Regions from separate parts of the Triticum aestivum genome. Here region 2 is linked to region 1. Evidence: chromatin contacts called from public Hi-C data. All regions are on one chromosome and are shown on one strand. The core of a region is the stretch at or near the end of the contact, and the rest is flanking DNA. Distances in the headings are between cores, read along the strand shown. Region 1 holds the start of LOC123120344 (protein LEAD-SENSITIVE 1). Region 2 holds the start of LOC123120347 (calcium-binding protein CBP).

What was found. Hi-C and Micro-C count contacts between places; a contact is called where the count stands out from the background.
Region 2: a contact with region 1 is called in a Hi-C map of leaf, with 5 times the contacts expected there. The contact joins the promoter of LOC123120347 here to the promoter of LOC123120344 in region 1. A contact is called at or near these places in 2 of 5 Hi-C or Micro-C datasets (leaf and an unstated tissue) and 1 of 1 datasets of contacts at active chromatin or transcription factors (leaf).

What each region holds. Positions count from the first base shown.
Region 1 is chr5D:231,480,217-231,485,745 of IWGSC CS RefSeq v2.1, forward strand. It overlaps LOC123120344 (protein LEAD-SENSITIVE 1), which reads left to right and starts at 2,886. Exons shown (of 4, transcript XM_044540313.1): 1 at 2,886-3,289; 2 at 4,272-5,053. The coding sequence starts at 3,193.
Region 2 is chr5D:231,702,430-231,707,958 of IWGSC CS RefSeq v2.1, forward strand. It overlaps LOC123120347 (calcium-binding protein CBP), which reads left to right and starts at 2,453. Exons shown (of 5, transcript XM_044540316.1): 1 at 2,453-2,923; 2 at 4,380-4,426; 3 at 4,537-4,712; 4 at 5,082-5,100; 5 at 5,182-5,529. The coding sequence starts at 2,453. The coding sequence ends at 5,286.

The DNA.
Region 1 (5,529 bases), core at 1,636-4,135:
GAATGTCATAGTCGATCTCCCTTTTTTGGCATACGATGGTAGCGTCCTTAATGTGTTGGTTCTAAGAGAGATCGAGGCACACATGGATAAATTGGTATGCCCCCACAGGGTTTTAATCTATTCAAATAGTCGTGTCTGCGGTTATGAACGACTTGGAGATTGTCGCTTGATCATCGAAACTTTAATGGATACTTTAAAATTGCGAGATAAGTGTGAGTGCCATGGATTGCTTCCTCACTGGTGAGTCAAGGGGGTATTCATGGTAGTGTACTGTTGTGGTGGTCCAAGATAGATGGTACTCAATCTCATGTTTCTCATCTTATACTCTCAATAGTCGCTCCACTTCTGCTTATAGTAGTGTATTAGGGTTTGCTGCTTTCTGCTCAAACAGTCCACAAATAGCCCTCATTAACACATGTGTATCTAGAATTATTCTGATGTAAGTATTGCGAGTACCTTTGTACTCACCTTGCTTTATTTATTCTTTTGACGTGGATGATGCAAAGCAGATGGTAGCATTTGGAACATGTGATCTTTAGTGATGAAAGACGACGTTAGTTATGGTTATCTTAGATAGTGGTATGGGAGGATTATGGTTGCCATATGCTTTATTGTAGCCTACTTAAGGCATTTGTTAAAATTACAGGTGTAAGATATATTTATGTTCCCGCTCTGAGATTTACAACTTATTGTGAGATCCTTGTTTGTATTTATTAATTTGCAAAACTTTACTGTTTCAAATTTGTTGTCTATATATGTTGCAGTTCTGTTGTAGAGTTATATGTTGTGTTACATGTTGTTTCACCCACATAGCATGCATGTTACGTGTATGTATATAACTTGCATGTTGTGTGGAGGGGCTTGGAATCTTTGATATGCATTTGCTAATGGAATGACTATATTTGCACACATCTCTGATGTCAGGTCCTGACATGTAGTCTCTGACCCAAATGGCCCTAAGGCACAAGGTTAGCTCTCGAAAGATGAGCCAGAGCCAAATAGCGAGTCATCATCGGGCTTTGAAGCCAGGCCTAAAGGCTCTGGGCAGATGTACCTGGATGCTTCGGATCCAACCCAAAAGCAGCAAGAAGAGGAGCCAAAGGCTCCGGCTGGGTCATCACCCCGCTGCCAGAGCACCAACCGGGAACTGGGTACCCCGGAGACTTCGACCCCTTTCCTCGATACTCCAGTAGACGCTCAAGAGCAACCAGAGACTGACTCGGAGACTTCGGCTCTAGCCCAAGAAGTCCCGGAGGAATTGCGGGCTCCAATTGAAAATAAGTCCTTTTCTGGCACCGCAGATGCATGAATGGAGATTTCGACCAACTTGAAGTTGCACTTTTACAACTTTTGGCTTGGGAATTCGTTGAGCTATTTGGCTTTGGGTTCGGTTTAGGAAATGGGGTGTCTTGATCATGACTTGAGCTTGTCCTTTGCCTCCCAACTATACCCTTTTAATAGTGCATGAGCACTACTAGTCAAGAACAAAAAGGAAGGTAAAGTAGCTATCAGTCACAAAGCCCTTCAAGATATGGTAAAATATCAATTTTTTCTCTCCATCATGCCTTGCATAAACCCTAAATATTTAACATGACGTTAATCAAATATGCTAGAATATGAATTTTTTTCGTTCGACAATTCCATTTGACCAATTAAGGTAAATGCTTAGACGTTCTCTCACGAGTAATACCATGTCCTCACATAATGAGTTGAATTCATTTGATAAGTACTCTCCACTACGATTTGAATGAACTCGTTTGATTTGATTTTAAAGCTAATTTTTAATTTTTGTATATTGTAAAGTAGTGTAGAGCCTTATCTTTAGTTTTGAACAAATACGGGTAGCAAAATCTAGTGAAATCATCTATCAACGTCATTAAGTATTTATTTTTCACCTTTTGTCAACACAACATTGATTTTACATAGATCAGAATATATAAGGCCCTTCGCATTGCTCCATGGTGTGCATGTGTTAAGCATGCCACATAAGCAAAAAATAAGTAAAAAATTAACATGGTAAAGCAATTAAGGAGGACAGAGAGCACTTTGATAACCGAGAAGAAACAATGCTAAGCGCGCGAAACACTTAAATAAAGGAAGTTCACTAATGCATGAGCGAATTTAGTTTTTTTGCGAGGTTGGAGAGAATTTAGTTGTTAAATAATTAAACAAAGAAAGCTTAGGTACTCCCTCCGTACTAAAGCTAGTACAAAGTTAAGTTACTTATTTTGGGACGGAGGAAGTACAACAAGTTAAGCATATACACATTGCGGACTTTAGTTGTTAAACACTTCAATGAGTTTAGCATCTCATCTAAGCACTTTTGCATTAGAAGAGACCTGAGCTTCAAGGATGTCAAGTTCATCTTACCCGACGCAAGGTTGCATATATATCACACAACCTTGACATTTAGAGCGCCTTTCCTAAAGTAAAACTCAAGATTAAATGTATTTTAGCAACGTCAGGTTGACAACCAAAATTACTTTTGTAAAAAAAAAATAAACTTATTTTTGGAAAAAAAAAAACTCTGTTCGTAAGGAAACATAAGAGCGTATGAATGAAAAGATGATTGCGCTTAGTCCTGGCCATGAACAACCTGGCCTGAAAAAGCTCAACCCGGCCTGGCCCCGGGCCTGGGCCTAGGTTTTGAGCCCGAACATCGGGCCCGGTCAGGGCCCGCTGTTTTTGCGCTTTACTGAAGAGTCCCGACCCAAGGCCCGCTGACTTTTGTAATGATGGGCTTGGGCCTGAAAAATAGGCCCGATGGCTGGGCCGGGCTGGGCTCAGGCCTGAGTTTTCTACCTCGGGCTTGGTCAAGCCTGGCCCGGCGGATGGCCACGTATAATTTGCGCTAGACAAGGAAACACCAGCAGATCCTAAAAAAAAAAGGAAACACCAGCAGTCCCGACCCGAGAGAGAAAGAGAGTCGTGGTCGTCGCGGTCGCGGGCACGGACGCGGGAGCAACGGCTGCTTTCCTCGTGCCCTTGCTTCCTAACCTAACCAAGCAACCAGCCCTAACCGATTGCCGTCTCCATCCGCGTTCATCCAGCCAGGGCATCCTTTGCCGCTAAGCAAGCGACACCTCGGGGCCGAGGCGACGAGGATGACCGTAATGCTCTAGCCCCGGTGATCTCTGCCGTTTCAGATTGGGGAACTCGATTTCGATTTCGACCCCAGTGCTGGATTCGTCGATGGTGGGGGTGCTGTCGAATCGGGTGGGCCGGGAGGCCCTCGCCGCCGGGGATCACATCTACTCGTGGAGAACCGCCTACATCTACGCCCACCACGGTCGGTAATCCAATCCCCTCATTCTTCAATGCCCCAACCAATCCCCCCTAGCTATCTCTATCAATTGGTTCGTTAATTAGCCGAGGATTAATTAAGCACCCTGCCACCATTAATCTCGCGCCTGGTCCTCCGGGCTCACCTTGAAGACGCCCTGCAACAATAGATGCCCTCATCTCTGAATCAGACTATTAGGCTAAATGGTTTCTTAGGCTTGCCCGCTGGCCCCGATTGAGGAAGATTTTCGTCGAGTGATGAGGAGGGTTGTTCCCAATAACCATGATCTTGCCAGTGTTGCTATTCAGCGGTGGATCGGCTCATTCTTGCTTCGCCGAGTGCGTCTGGGTTCATCAACTGTGGATGCCTATGCTTCAGCGAAGCACGATTGGCCACCTTTCCTTTTACCCAGCAGCACCAGCACCACTGAAGGCATGGTGGATGGGGCGCGGATGCGAATCCGGAAGGGAAACACTTGAGTTTTCGACACCATGGTAATCATGGTCTGGGATCTCCTCTGCTATGTGGGATGTGGCATCAAGGATCCCAGTGAGGCGAGCACTCAGGTCAGGCTGGAGCGAAGGGGTTGGCAAGTTTTATCTTTTATGTGACTCAGATATAGCGGAAGTTGTGCTCGTGATTGTTCAATCTGGACTGTTAAGAATCGACTGCAAGCTTTGGCCATCCCGTACATTTGTAATTTGGCTTTTGACTGCTTTCTATGTAATACAAAGGCCTGCAAAGCTTTTGCCGTTTGTTAGACTAGTGGGCTTTGAATAGCATCTTATAGATTGATATATTCCTTCTCAAGCCGCATTTCGCTCACGCTCGTGCTGCCTATGCTTGCTAGTTTTCGCCATGCATACGCTCCTTACTGCAATACTTGTTCGTGATGTTCTCTTGACTTGTTTGCTTGTACACATGTGCTAATATGTTGTCATAAATAATACTACTGTAGTACTGACTAGTTTGATCTTCCATTTTTCAGGGATATATGCTGGAGATGGAATGGTTATCCATTTTACGAGAGCGGCTGGACATGAAATTGGGACAGGGACATTTTTAGACAAGTTTCTGTTCAGCTCATCGCCGACTACGGCGGATGGCCCTCCTTGTGAGAAATGTGGGCACCTCATCAAGCCTCAGGGCGTCATAATGTCCTGTCTCGATTGCTTCCTGGACGGGGGCAGTCTCTACCTCTTCGACTATGCTGTGTCGCCCCCTTTCTTCCTTGCCAAAGCACGTGGAGGAACCTGCACTATGGCACCCTCTGACGCTGCTCAGCTTGTTGTCCACCGTGCCAAACACCTCCTCAACAATGGCTTTGGCATGTATAGCCTGTTTAAGAACAACTGTGAGGACTTCGCGATATACTGCAAGACGGAGCTGCTTGTCGAGACTGCTTACAGCGTTGGGCGCAGTGGGCAGCTGGCGTCCCTGACGGCTGCATTCAGTGCGGTGGCTTCTTCGCCGCTGCGTTTCCTGACAACTAGTGCTAGTGGTCTGGCAATTGTGACAAGCGGCATGTACTGCGTGGGGCGATATGTGTCAGACATGGGTGTTCGCCGTGATGTGATCAAGGTGCCTGTGGAAAGGCTTGTAGAGCACTGGGTGAACAACGTCACTCCTGCTCTTCCTCAAGGGGCCACACAGGCGGAGACGGCAATGCCTGGAGGCTCGCCGGAGCTACCAGGGGAAGGGGAGCTTGCTAAAACGGCAACACCAGAAGGCTCGCTGGAGCTACCAGGCGAAGGGGAACTTGCTAAAAAGGCAAGTGTTATTTAGCTGCGGTATTGTCGTTCGCCGATTTGGCTTGTGAGGATTACTGCTCAATTCCCTTATCAGTGTGTTCCACGCAATTCTTCATGTAAATTAATCAACCTCTGAAAGAGGTTCGTCGATCTGGCTGTGACGATTTGCTGCTTAATCCACTTATTAACTTGCTGCCTGAACCTGCTCATGTAAATTAATCTACCTCGAAAGAAGTAGCAATACTTCTACTTCGCTTGTATGGAATGTTATGATGTAAGGTGGGAACTTCTAGCCAAGATTTGTCGTGGCACAAATTTGAATTAAACCATGTGATGTAATATATTTCTTGGTTCTATCATAATACTCATTGTTTTGTGTGCTCTTCCCCTTCCACAATTATCCAATGGAGTTTCTGGTGCTTCCTGAAGCCTTTTCCTCGCAATAGTGTCTAGTTTCACCTCTGTTCTGAATCATAAGACGTTTTAGATATTTCA
Region 2 (5,529 bases), core at 1,203-3,702, 220 kb after region 1:
TAGTGCGCATAAGCTGATTTGGACCAAAGTAGCCCTTGGCTGGTTCACAGGAAAGCAGCAGCAGATGCCCACGTGCTGTGACAGAGCGAGCAGGGGAGGGCATTTCCTGTCCAAATGAGAGTGCCAGCTCAAGCATTGGTATAAACGCCAGCACATTATAAAGTGGAACAGAGGGAGTATATACTAGTGCCACGTCATCTTATAGTCTTCCTAAAATCATACCCATACAATAGGCTGGCTATGGATTAATTACTAGGCTGACTATGGATTAATTACTAGGCTGACTATAGCATTCAATGCTTGCATGTGGACTGAGGAAAAGAGACTCGGATGATTCGTAGGTGTGTAGAAACGCTGGCTTTTAGCCTTCACAAAGGCTACATGCTGGCTATATGTGCTCGTATATTGTGCTGCAGCTCGGCGGCTCCCGTCTCTCTCCTACCTCCTCTCTCCTCCAGCTGTAATTTCGCTGATGTGGCGCAGCTTATAGCCTGCTGAATCTATTATACTTGCTCTAAGGCTTGCGTGTATATATAGTAGGTTGACAAATTATAGACTTCGAGTAGGCCCTTGTGTTGTCTCGCCGTCGGCGGCATGGTATGGTATGAGACCGTGGGCCCGACTGAATTCGAAGCCCCTGGTACCGGCAGGTCACGAGGAAAGAACGTGTCCGGGAAAATCCACGGCTCCCTCGTAAAACGCGTGGCCGCCCACCTGGGATGCTTCGTGCACGTTCATCCATGGTATACGTTACTTGCTCGGGACGTGTCCGGAACGCGCCGCGCGCAGTCGCCGCGGCTACGCAAGCCAACGCCGTCCCCGTCCCGCCGAGGGGAGTAAATTGCATAGAAGTACTACAATTGGGACATTGGAAACAGATTGATACCAAGATTGATAATTTTTACGTGTCAGTACCAACTTTGGGGCGAGGCGTTGCAAAAGAGGCTAAAACAGCTGTTTATACGTACTGACACGGAAACTGACCGGTTGGGCCCGCCTGTCGAGTGCTGACATGGCATGTTTTTTTGCAAAAAAACTCTCTGCAGTCTCCTCTCTCTCCCCCGAACGCTCTTCCCCTCCTCTGTCTCGATCTCTCACACACACCCGAACGCGGCCGTCGCCACCGACGACGATCACCGTGGCCACCGTCCAACCTACCCCTCTCCATACCATCCAACGGCTCAGCCGCGACGCCCTCTTCCTCATCGCCAAGCCACGTGACGCCGGGAGCCCCGTGCCGTCGTCCTCGCCTTCGGCTTCTTCCGCGGGATCCGACGACAACCGCCGACGATTCGACGCCGTCCGACCTCCCCCGAGCTCGCCGTCTGCTCCAACCGACTCGCCGTGAGCCCCTGCCTCCTCTCCCCTTGCTCCCGTGCTCCTTTTCTCGCCATGGCCACCGTTCCGCCGGCGACCGATTCGCGCCGCCGCCTGAGCTCCTCACCGCCATGGCCAGAGGCCGTGTTCGTCGCTCCTAGGCACGTAGACGTGCTCCAGACCTCGCCAGGAACCCAACCCGCACCCCAACTCGCTCTCTCGAGCGCTGCAGCCGCATCCCCGCACCCGGCCGCCGCTCCGCCCGTCGCCGCCGCCGCTACACTGCACCCCGGCACCCCCCGCTGCCTCCTTTAGATGCGCCGCACCGCCAGCTCGCCATAGCCGCAAACCACGCGCGAAGCGGTGCTTGTTAGCGCCATCCCGAGCAACTCCGGCGTGCCACCGCCGTGCCTTTGGTCGCCGGCGTCAACTGCTGACGTGGCGTCGGGTGTGTGTGAGAGATCGAGACAGAGGAGGGGGAGAGCGTTCGGGGGAGAGAGAGGAGATTCCTAGGAGTTTTTTGCAAAAAACATGCCATGTCAGCACCCGACAGGCGGGCCCAACCGGTCAGTTTCCGTGTCAATACGTATAAACAGTTGTTTTAGCCTCTTTTGCAACGCCTCGCCCCAAAGTTGGTACTGATACGTAAAAATTACCAATCTTGATATCAATCTGCTTCCAATGCCTTAATTGTGATACTTGTATGCAATTTATTCCGCCGAGGGAGATATACTCGGAGATATGCATTCCCTGCGCGTCGTCGAGTCATCAAAGCAAAGGCACGCACACGCTTGTCCCGTTCCCTCGTCTCATAAAAACTGGTGCCAGCCTTCATCCACCGTTCGAAAAGTTGAGAGAGCCTCCCCAAAAAGCACCAGGCCAGACGACCCCGCCGCGATTATTCCCCGCACCCACCCAATTCCCCGAGCACCGCCGCCGCGCGATCGCCCGGCCATGTCCGGCTACCCCTACGGCGGCGCCGGAGGAGGAGGCGGCTACGGGGCCCCTCCGCCCTACGGCTCCTCGCCCGCCCCCTCGGCCCCGCCCTACGGCGACAAGCCTCCCAAGGAAGGCAAGGCCTCCTCCCCCTACTACGCTTCCCCGCCCCAGCCCTACGGCGCCAGCGGCGGCGGAGGCGGCTACGGAGCCCCGCCCTCCACCCAGCCCCAGTCCTACGGGGGCGGATACGGGGCCCCGCCCTCCTCCCAGCCGCAGTCCTACGGCGGCGGCGGCTACGGGGCCCCGCCCGCCGGCCAGCCCCAGTCCTACGGCGGCGGCGGAGGCTACGGTGCTCCGCCCGCGGGCCAGTCCTACGGCGCCCCGCCTCCCTCGTCGGCGCCCTACGGGGCCCCGCCCCCCGCGGCAGCGCCGTATGGGGCCGCTGGCGGGTACGGGAGCCCGTTCGCCGCGCTCGTGCCGTCGGCGTTCCCGCCGGGGACGGACCCCAACGTGGTGGCGTGCTTCCAGGCCGCCGACCGCGACGGCAGCGGGACCATCGACGACAAGGAGCTGCAGTCCGCGCTCTCCGGCTACAACCAGAGCTTTAGCCTCCGCACCGTCCACCTCCTCATGTACCTCTTCACCAACACCAACGTCCGCAGGATCGGTAATCACACTCCCCTCTACGCGCATCCTTCTTCCTTCCTAGCACCTCTCCGCTTTTTCGTGTAGCTGCGATCTTGCAACAATTATTGTTTGTTCCTGTGGAGAAAGGTTTCGGTACAACAGTGCACAACTTGGGCTCGCCTGGTATTTCAGTCTGTGGGCATATGCCCTGCTGTTTGATACAGTTGGATCAAACAATGAGGCTCCTTCTGGGAAATCAATAATTGAGTTTATCACAAGGAAAACCACAATCATTCCCTTCCCTTAAGAAAAAAGAGAGCTGCATTTCCTAATACAAGTTCCTGTGATATGTGAATTCTCTACATGCTATTTGAGACAGTAAATCCCTACATCCTGTTTAACCTTGTTCATCATGGGAATGCTATTTAATGGTGATATAAGGGCACAGCACTACACTCTAGGCAACAAGCTATCATGTGGCATCAAAAGGCTGGTCTTGTATGCAAGATAGAATGAGCATTTTTTTTTCAGAAATTCAGTATGTATTTTGTGTGATAGCCGATGTTCTAGTTGTAACACTGACAAGTTTGCAGTCACTGCTTTGGCCTTTACTCAAACACTTAAAGTATACATATATTCATAATAATTTATAGACTACTAGATTTGAAAATATTTTATCCGTGGCTATGGTGTTTAGACTTCACCAGCATGCATATGAAGAATAAAATACTATCAAGAATCATTACCAGATGATACTTATATCTGATGACACTTATTTTATCCGTGGCTATGGTGTTTAGACTTCACCAGCATGCATATGAAGAATAAAATACTATCAAGAATCATTACCAGATGATACTTATATCTGATGACACTTGAAATAGTATGAGCTATTGCATATTATGCCGCCAGTAGTAAAAAAAAAGGATGTTGATTAAAAAGGACTAGTAGGAATCCCTGAGAAAAATATATCTTATGTATAACATCTAAGTGAAAGTTTAATTTGTCTTGGGATGCCTTTCAAGTTAGACCTGTGCAAATGTTGTCCTACCCGTCAAGCCTTTTTTTTTTCTGTTTGCGATGAAACTCTGGTGTGTCGGCAATTTATTGCAGGATTGATCCACTTGGTATGTAAGTCAACTGGGGTTTAGAGTTGACCTAACTTCGGCACAGTTTGAATTTGTGGCCTGATGCGCTTCCTTTATGCTTGATTTTGGTAGTAAGTTTTTTTAGATTCCTGTTGAGTTAGAAAAATCTTATCTCGTGTTTTCTTTTCTTTGGGTGTTTTCCTTTTCTGTGTGGAGCTTCCACAATTACTTCTGAACTACTTGATTGATCTGAACTCTAATATCAGTGCCGTCTTTCACATACCAGTAGTAGAATTGATCTGATTTTTTTGGGGTGAAACTTCGAATTCAGCATTGCCCTTAATATCTATTTCAGCTCTTTCTCGTTGACCTCTCTCAGTTTTTAATTTGTGCCTCTGATTCTTGCAGGGCCCAAGGAGTTTACTTCTGTTTTTTACAGTCTTCAGAATTGGAGGGTGAGTGGCTATGGCTTCAAGTTTTCTTTACTTATTTGTGCGGACTAATCAGCTGATCTAATGAAATACGTACTAACCATGCCTGTCCATTTCCTATTGTTTTTGTGCAGTCCATATTCGAGAGGTTTGACCGTGACCGAAGTGGTAAAATTGATGCATCGGAGCTGCGCGATGCTCTTCTCAGTCTGGGTTATTCAGTTTCTCCAACTGTGCTAGACTTGCTCGTGTCTAAATTCGACAAGACTGGGGGCATGAGCAAAGCAGTTGAATATGATAACTTTATTGAGTAAGATTACTCTCCTTCAATTTAATTTGGCTAATTATTCCAGAAAAACAGTACAAGCTTTTATAATATCCAATCTCTGATAACTTTATTTGTTCATATAATGGTGGAATCACATATCTCTATGGTGCAATTATTAGTCAATTGTCTGTAACTCGCTGGTACTTCTATTATGTTATGAACTCAAATTGTTGAGTTGGTTTCTTCCGTTTTATGAATTAAAGATGCACCCAACTGTTCTGAAGCTTCAAAAATGAAAAAATGGCTGTCCATCTATTTGGCTCTATTTTCTGCTTGGTTTTGTGAAATACATTTTGATAAGTTCAGTTTGGTTTATAACAGTCCTAACTCTTTGTTTGTTTGTGTATGCAGGTGTTGCCTTACAGTCAAGGTATTTCCCATCATTATACTACACAAACTAACACATTAATGTTCTGTAGTTCACCCGCTAATTGGTTTCATACTTCTGTAGGGTCTGACTGAGAAGTTCAAGGAGAAGGACACAGCTTACTCCGGGTCTGCAACTTTCAGTTACGAGGCATTCATGTTGACTGTGCTCCCTTTCATCATTGCATGATGGCTCCACAGTTCAATACAAAGACTGAGCTTTGAGTGTGTTGTTCCGACTTATGTCGAAATGTTTTTCCAACGGAGGTGTAGTTTGTTTGAATTTGAGTGATGTTGCTGCGTTCCTGATAAGGTGATACCCTGGAGATTGGAAACTGGTGTATGATGGTAGGACCTGTGGACGGTTTGGAACTCTGAAAATGCTGTCGCATATGCTTGATCTCCTTCGCTGAAAGTTGTCGTTTTCAGTGAG